Linked DNA regions of Callithrix jacchus: region 1 is linked to region 2. Evidence: chromatin contacts called from public Hi-C data. All regions are on one chromosome and are shown on one strand. Each heading gives the region's core, a stretch centred on a gene start, on an enhancer-like site or on the middle of the called end of the contact. The rest is flanking DNA. Distances are from core to core; before and after follow the strand shown.

Region 1 (3,448 bases), core at 89-2,588, 60 kb after region 2:
CTAATTCTTCCTGACTCTCTGGAAGGCACCAACACCAGACAAATAGAGCCATTTTCAAAACCTTTGAGACTCTTTGTTACTAAAGCCAGTCTGATTCTGGCCAAAAATGTGATCCCAGCAATGATTCCTAAAAAATGAATATTGAAGAATCTAGCTCCCTCAGGGGTCTAGACGAGCTCAGAAAACCCCAAGTTCTCCCAGAAGAATGCCGCTTTCATGCCGGGTGAGCACCCTCAGGGGAAGAAGCCCTGGTAGCCACCACTGGCGCCATTTCAGTGCTGCTCTCCATGACTCCCCAGAGGGTGGTATCCAAGCTTTTTGCCTCTTCATCCAAAATATCTATTGGACCAGGGAAGAAAGTAAGAAAAACCTAGGCTCTGGCTGGGCGCAGTAGCTCACGCCTGTAATCCCAGCACTTTGGAAGGCCAAGGTGGGTGGATCACGAGGTCAAGAGATCGAGACAACCCTGGCCAACATGGTGAAATCCCATCTCTACTGAAAATACAAAAATTAGCTGGGCGTGGTAGTGTGCGCCAGTAGTCCCAGCTACTTGGGAGGCTGAGGCAGGAGAATTGCTTGAACCCGGGAGGCGGAGATTGCAGTGAGCTGGGATCGCGCCATTGCACTCCAGCCTGGAGCCTGGCAACAAAGCAAGACTCTGTCTCGAAAAAAGAAAAAAGAAAGAAAAACCTAGGCTCTAATAAAGGGTAAGGTCAACACTGGGTTCCTGAAGATTGGAAAGCCTCTTTCTTCTTTTCCTTTCTAGCTCAGGAGCTCTAGGGCATCATTAAAGGGGAAACAAATGTATTCACTTTACTCCATAAACCATATCTTGAAGTAGGGCTTCCCCTAAGCCCCTGACAAAACAACAACAAAAACTAGTTCTCTTCTTTGTGCAAGTGATGAGGCCTGGAATTTCAAAAAGCCCCACCTCCAGTTCTCTGGCCCCCGCAGAGGGGAAGGAGTTCATTTCTGTCATCTTTCTTTATGGAAGTACATGGTTTGGAGCCCCTGGTTTTGTTTCACAAAGAGAGCGTGAGTGTGTGGAGGTGGATTTGATTAAAATTGGCATCAGCTATATATAGGAGTGGCTTCTTCTATCATCACCCTGAAGGCCTATCCTCTAGAACAGAGCCCTCCGACTGCTGTAAATGAGAAAATGATGGGGTCCCTCTCTGGTGCTCTACCACCCCTTTACACAGACCAAGCTGGGGTGTATGCTGTCACTGAACCGAGGCAGCAGCTCGGGTTCTGAATATTCACGCACATGGGTTCGCACTCCCTCCAGTAGAGGCACCCAGCCAAAACCCGCCTGCTGTTTTGGGGCTGGATTTGGTAGACGCAGCAGAGGGCATGGCTGGCTCATCCTGATGCCATGCTGGGTAGCAAGTCCCCACAGCAGCCCTCCTCCAGCTTCCCTGGCTTCCCAGCCACGGGGAAGGCCATGCATGAGCTAGACAACAACGCTATTTTCTTTTCCCTGCCTGGTTTTGATTTTCTGGGGAAAAAAGTCCTAGCAGGGGCTCTGTTTGGAGGGACCTGAGGGGAGCAAGTTGAGCATGCCTGAGCCCTGGTATTTTATCTTCCAGCTATTCCGCGAAGTAAGAATAATGAAGGTTTTGAACCATCCCAACATAGGTGAGCATACCTTGTCATTTCTCTCTTCTTCCCCAACAGCGAGGCTCTGCTTTCCAGCTTCTCATCTTCTCTCTGAGATGCACTGCCTTTTGGAGTTTGCAGTCTTCAAGGAGTTTCCTGGGGAAGCTCAGCTCAAAATCCATCTCCCCTTCTGACACACTGGGCTGTCCTTAGTAGTTTGGCTGGCATGAGAGGAGCTTGTTCTTGGGAGTGGGAGATCCTGAAAGGAAGGGAGACTTTCGTCCCTAGGATGCTCCTGGACATATTGGAGAGCAGTATGTGGCCCCTGCTGCTTCTTGACTTAAGGCTTGGCCTTTTCTCTTGTAGTTAAATTATTTGAAGTGATTGAGACTGAGAAAACGCTCTACCTTGTCATGGAGTACGCTAGTGGCGGTAGGTGTGGAAATGCCTCTTCCTCTTGTGTCCCTACTTCTTCCACGTCCAGCCAGCTCAGACTGAGGTCCCTGCCTGGTCTCTTACAGGAGAGGTATTTGATTACCTTGTGGCTCACGGCAGGATGAAAGAAAAAGAGGCTCGAGCCAAATTCCGCCAGGTAGGTGTGACTCCATCCACAGGCTCTGGGCCCGACCTCTGCCTTTTGGGGTTTGACATGTAAGGATAAGCTGCCTGTACTTTGGGCTCTGCTTATCTGTGTGGCAGCTTAGCACTAGGTCACAGGGTCACTGCTCTGCCAGGCCCCGTGGCCCACTCTCAGGTGCCCCTGGGTTAACCCTTCTTCCTTCCTTTCAGATAGTGTCTGCTGTGCAGTACTGTCACCAGAAGTTTATTGTTCATAGAGACTTAAAGGTAAGGCACGCACTTCTCCTTGTGCCTGTAAGTGGGGGCTAGGTTGTCCCTCTTGGTTCTCCATGATAAAACCATCAATAACCATCAGGCCCTGAGTCTTCCAGGAAACTCGAGGCTTTCATTTGTTTTTTTGAGATGACCAGAAAGCCCCTAGGGCTGCTTCTGATAGAGACCTTGCGGCTGGACCTTGGGTTCCACCCCAGCCTGTGAGCAGGGGGCCTCTGCCATTTCACCTCCCAGCACATCACTCTTCAGTGCTGCCAGGCAAGGCAGGCACACTCCAGGCTTTTTCGGTCTTTCAGGCAACCTGGTAGCTGACCCAGGGAAGAGTGCTGAAAGTTCCGCAGCTGTATCCCAGCTGCTTTGCAGGCACGCACGCATATACCATCTCCATTACCAAGATGCTCAAGTTTGAGGACACCTGTGAGTCTTCTGGCTGCCAAGTCCTCACAGACATGATTTGATTAACCTGGGCCTGATGCTGAAGCTTTGCACAGCTCACAGGGTCTCTGGGCCTTCTGATCCCAGTCTCTCATTGCTGCCCGTGTGAGGAGTGGCCTACACTGCCATCCTCCTGCCCAGCCTGCACGCTGATTGAAGCCCTGCCCTGAAATTGGTGGAGAAGGTTCTGAGACTGAAGATGACTTCCCATTTGTTCTCCCATTCCCCTCAGCTCCTTCCTGCCTGGGGCCTTAGTCTGTTTCACTTCTTCCCTCATGTTTTCCATCTTACCTCCCAGGCAGAAAACTTGCTCTTGGATGCTGACATGAACATCAAGATTGCAGACTTTGGCTTCAGCAATGAATTCACCTTTGGGAACAAGCTGGACACCTTCTGTGGCAGTCCCCCTTATGCTGCCCCAGAACTCTTCCAGGGCAAAAAATATGATGGACCCGAGGTGGATGTGTGGAGCCTAGGAGTTATCCTCTATACACTGGTCAGCGGATCCCTGCCTTTTGATGGACAGAACCTCAAGGTGGAGTGAAGTGCAAGCTTTTTATGG
Region 2 (3,837 bases), core at 288-2,787:
CAAGACCAGCCTGGCCAACATGGTGAAACCCTGTCTCTACTAAAAACTAAAAAAATTAGCCAGGCATGGTGGTGGGCACCTATAATCCCAGCTACTGGGGAGGCTGAGGCATGAGAATCACTTGAACCCGGGAGGTGGAGGTTGCAGTTGGCTGAGATTGCACCACTGCACTGCAGCTTGGGTGATAGAGCATTATCTATCTAGTCTAAAAAAAAAGTTTGTTTTTTTTTCAAGACGGTGATGGCAGAGCATTAATCCAAGCTCAGGGCCGTCCTGAGCTCAGGGCTCTGTGTGACTGCACGGGTCCTGGGGCCATGAAGCCAGTCCTGCCTATAACCCATTAGGGAGCTGGTGATAGCTTTCTAGCAGAGCAGAGACATTACTGGAGCTGGACTTTGGGAAGATTATTCTGACATGTCTGGTGCAGTAGGTTGGAGGGAATCAAGGCAGGGAGACAAGCTCCACAGCCTTTGCAAAGCTAGTAAGGAAACGGTTAGGTAGGGTCGGGGTCACAGCCAAGGGCCAAGGGATGAGGCAGGGGTTAGAGCTACAGTGAGAAGCATGGAGGAGTTGGAGTCTATTTAGACGAGAGTGTGGACCAGGGCAAGACTGCTGGAACATCAACCACCAACTGCTTCCTCTGAATTTTCCCTGCTTTTATTAGAGGTGATACCAGGCAATGCATCTCCCTTTGGCCACCAGAGGGCAGATGATTCTCAAGGATTGAATTTGGGTTGGGGGAGTGAAATGTTCTCTGTCCTCTTCCTCTCTCTTCCTCACCTCTATTGGTGTACCTTCACCACCTTCTTCCTCAACGGGTGGGTGCCTGAATGGAGCTGGGGTGGGGCATGGAAAACTGTGCTGGAGTCCCAGGGATTTACTAAGAGTGTGGGTGATACCTGTTGCCTTAGGAAGTACTTTCATACCCCCGCTAATTACATCTGCTCAGATGCCTATTTCTCTGATTGATGGAATGAAGGCTGGCTCAAGATGCTGTAACTGGGAGTTGGAGGTCAAGTAGCCGGGGACCAATCAGCAGTTTTCCCAATAACTCCTGGGTCCTCTCTGCTCCTGTGTACCTTTGAGAACCTGTTGCTTGAGCCTGGTTTCTGACTTCCATGGGGCCTCTGCCTCCCGCCCACCTTAAGCCATGGATGGGAGGGTGTGGTTCCAACGTGTTTCAGCTACTGTGGGTGAGGACAGCTTGGTGCTGGGGAAATCAGCCCAGGATACTGCCTGTCCTTGGTAACAGTGTAAGGGGAAGTGAGGAGTTGACTGCAGTTGCCAAATAGATTTCCTGTTAGTCAAGGGCTCTCCAAAGCCGAGAGGGACCTCAGAGTTCATGAATCCAATGGCTTCACTTTACTGATGGGGAAAATGAGGCCCAGAGAAAGAAAGAAAAGAAACTTTAAATACCTTATCTTGCAGAGGCATTTTAAAAGGTAATTGGAATACAGAAACGTCATTTCGAGTGTCAATGTAGGAGCAAAGGCATAGGAAAGAGGAGCCTAAACTCAGTGATGTTATGTGATCACGCGGCATTTTCACTTGGCAGAGCTGGGGCTGAACTGCAGGGCCCCGGATGCTCCCGCATCCAGTGCAGAGGACGCTGCCCTGGGCCTGCCTGGGGCCTTGCCGAGCCCTGCGGACTAGATGCGGGGATCCATAGAAGCCAAGATAGACGATGGCAAGTGGTGGATAGGAAGCAGACAGGCAATAGACTGATTCTGCATAAGACAGGTATGTTGATAGGCTAGATGATAAAAGGGAGGTGGATTTTATGAGACGACCGACAGACGGACAGAAATGCAGACAGGAAGTTGCTATAGAACCAGAGGATGCTAATCGCAGGGACGGCTAACAACCTTGTTTTGTATTTAGTCAAATCACAAGCACTGACAGGTGACCGACGCTTCCCGTTCAAGATTTGAAAATACCCGAAAACTGACGGAAAGACACGAAGCGAATCAGACTCCGAGAGCCACCCGGGGAAACAACCGGGGGCTCGGAGGGCCTCGGGTGTTGCCGGAAATGGCCGACGACCGCCCTCAGCAGCGCGGCGGGAGGGGGCGTGGCCGGCTCAGCACGCGGAGCAGCTTCGGGTGTTTCCGGAAATTGCCGAAAGCCCTCTTGAAGTGGGCGGGGGAAGACCGGTGGGCGTGGCTGGATGGTTGTGTAAGGGGGCGGAGGGGTAGATACCCGGGGTCGCTTCGTGAATTTCCGTAAACAGAGCCGAAACTTCGTCTTCGGAATCGAGGAGGTGCGCGCGTCCCCGGAGTTTACCTTCTTCGGCTGTTTCCGGAATTCACCCGTAGTCTGTGGCCGGGAGGAGAAGGCGCTCCCCACCTCCCTTTTCTAGCCGCTTCGGATGTTTCCGGCTGCTGCCGGCGGAAAGAGCCGAGGGCCGGCGGTGGTGGCGGCCATGTTGGGAGCAGCAGGTCCGGCGGCGGCTGCCTGTGTGCCGGGCGCGGAGCAGTGCCGCTGAGGGCAGGGGAGGAGCGAGGCAGGCGGCCGGCTGCGGCGGCAGAGAGTAGGCGGAGCGGCGCGGCCCGGCCGAAGGGCGGCACAGCCCAGCCGGGGGTCGGGGGGGTGCGGTCCGGAGCCGCTCGGAGCCGGCGCGGCCTAGCCCGAGCGGCGCATCCCCGGGCTGGCGTGAGCGGCTGCCCGGCCTCCCCGCACCCCCGGCCGGGGCCCATGCGGCGGGTGCTCCTGCTGTGAGAAGCCCCGCCCGGCCGGGCTCCGCGCCTTCCCTTCCCTCCCTTCCTCCAAGCTTCTCGGTTCCCTCCCCCGAGATACCGGCGCCATGTCCAGCGCCCGGACCCCCCTACCCACGCTGAACGAGAGGGACACGGAGCAGGTAAGGAGCCCTGAGGGCTCCCCGAATTCTTTGGCTGGGCCCCTTGCACCTTGCGGAGCCTCCTCCCTCTGCTCTCCTTGTGCCCCTGCTGCCATCCTGCAAGCCTCGGCTGCCCTGTCATCCGGCTCCCGGCTCCGGCCCCGCACATACCGCTTCCGAGTCCTGACCTGGGACCCACCTTGTCCTGACTACAAGCTGTACACTTGTCTTTCTGCCAACCCCCCCGCTCCCCTCACCACCCTCCTGCGCTCTTCCGTGTCACCTCCCCAGCTTCCCTTTCTCTTCCCTTTTTCTCTCAGGGGCCTTTCTGGTCTTCCTCCACCCACGCTTAAAGCAGCCACCCTCCCGCCCCTCGAATAGCAGCACCCGGCGATTTGCCACAGATCTTTGTCCACCTCTCCCTTCGTCTCTCCTGCCTCGCTTCCCCTCCGCCCGCACCGGTTCTGCTAGTCTCTGGTTATCACCCTCAGGGTCCTTGCCCCTGACTGTGCTCTCGATCTTGGCCCCTTGCAATTCCCTCACATTTTCTACCCTGCTTCGTCGTTTTCCAAATTGTGCTCTCCCTCTTGCTTGCAACCCACCAGCTCCACCCTCATCACCTTTCCAAATCCTTCGCCTACTCTTTGCTCATCACTTTCCCTTCTTTTCTCCAGGAGCTCCCTGAATCCTGGCGCTGGCATTTGTCGCTTCCGTGTTTCCCACAGCTGTCATGCGCATAGTTTTCCCACAGGTTGCCTTTGGGGTAACAATCATCACTCCCTTCAGAGTCTTTGGATCCCTCTTGTTCTCTTCCCCACGGGTTTGGCTTTTAAGTCTCTGGGCCTCCTGTTTGTCTCTGTGAGTGTTCTGCCAGCCTTCTCCTGGGCTCTTCCTCCCAACCGAAGGACGCTTGGCCCCACCGCGTTAACACAACCTGTTGCTCAGTCTTTTCCCGGACCTCGCTGCATCACAGTTTTTGCCTTTCTGTCTTTGTGCACTGG

What was found. Hi-C and Micro-C count contacts between places; a contact is called where the count stands out from the background.
Region 1: a contact with region 2 is called in a Hi-C map of induced pluripotent stem cells, with 2.6 times the contacts expected there. The contact joins the enhancer-like site here to the promoter of MARK2 in region 2. A contact is called at or near these places in 2 of 3 Hi-C or Micro-C datasets (induced pluripotent stem cells and skeletal muscle).

The regions. Positions count from the first base shown.
Region 1 is chr10:120,944,938-120,948,385 of calJac240_pri, forward strand. MARK2 (microtubule affinity regulating kinase 2) reads left to right here. Exons shown (of 18, transcript XM_078341247.1): 4 at 1,590-1,638; 5 at 1,966-2,031; 6 at 2,121-2,191; 7 at 2,389-2,445; 8 at 3,185-3,421. Among named protein-coding and RNA genes, the nearest start is that of RCOR2, 18 kb to the right of the region's middle. Within about 2 kb of position 1,339, at least 3 of the 16 cell types and tissues checked have an H3K27ac peak or open chromatin away from gene starts, as enhancers often do.
Region 2 is chr10:120,885,155-120,888,991 of calJac240_pri, forward strand. It overlaps MARK2 (microtubule affinity regulating kinase 2), which reads left to right and starts at 1,538. Exons shown (of 18, transcript XM_078341247.1): 1 at 1,538-1,740.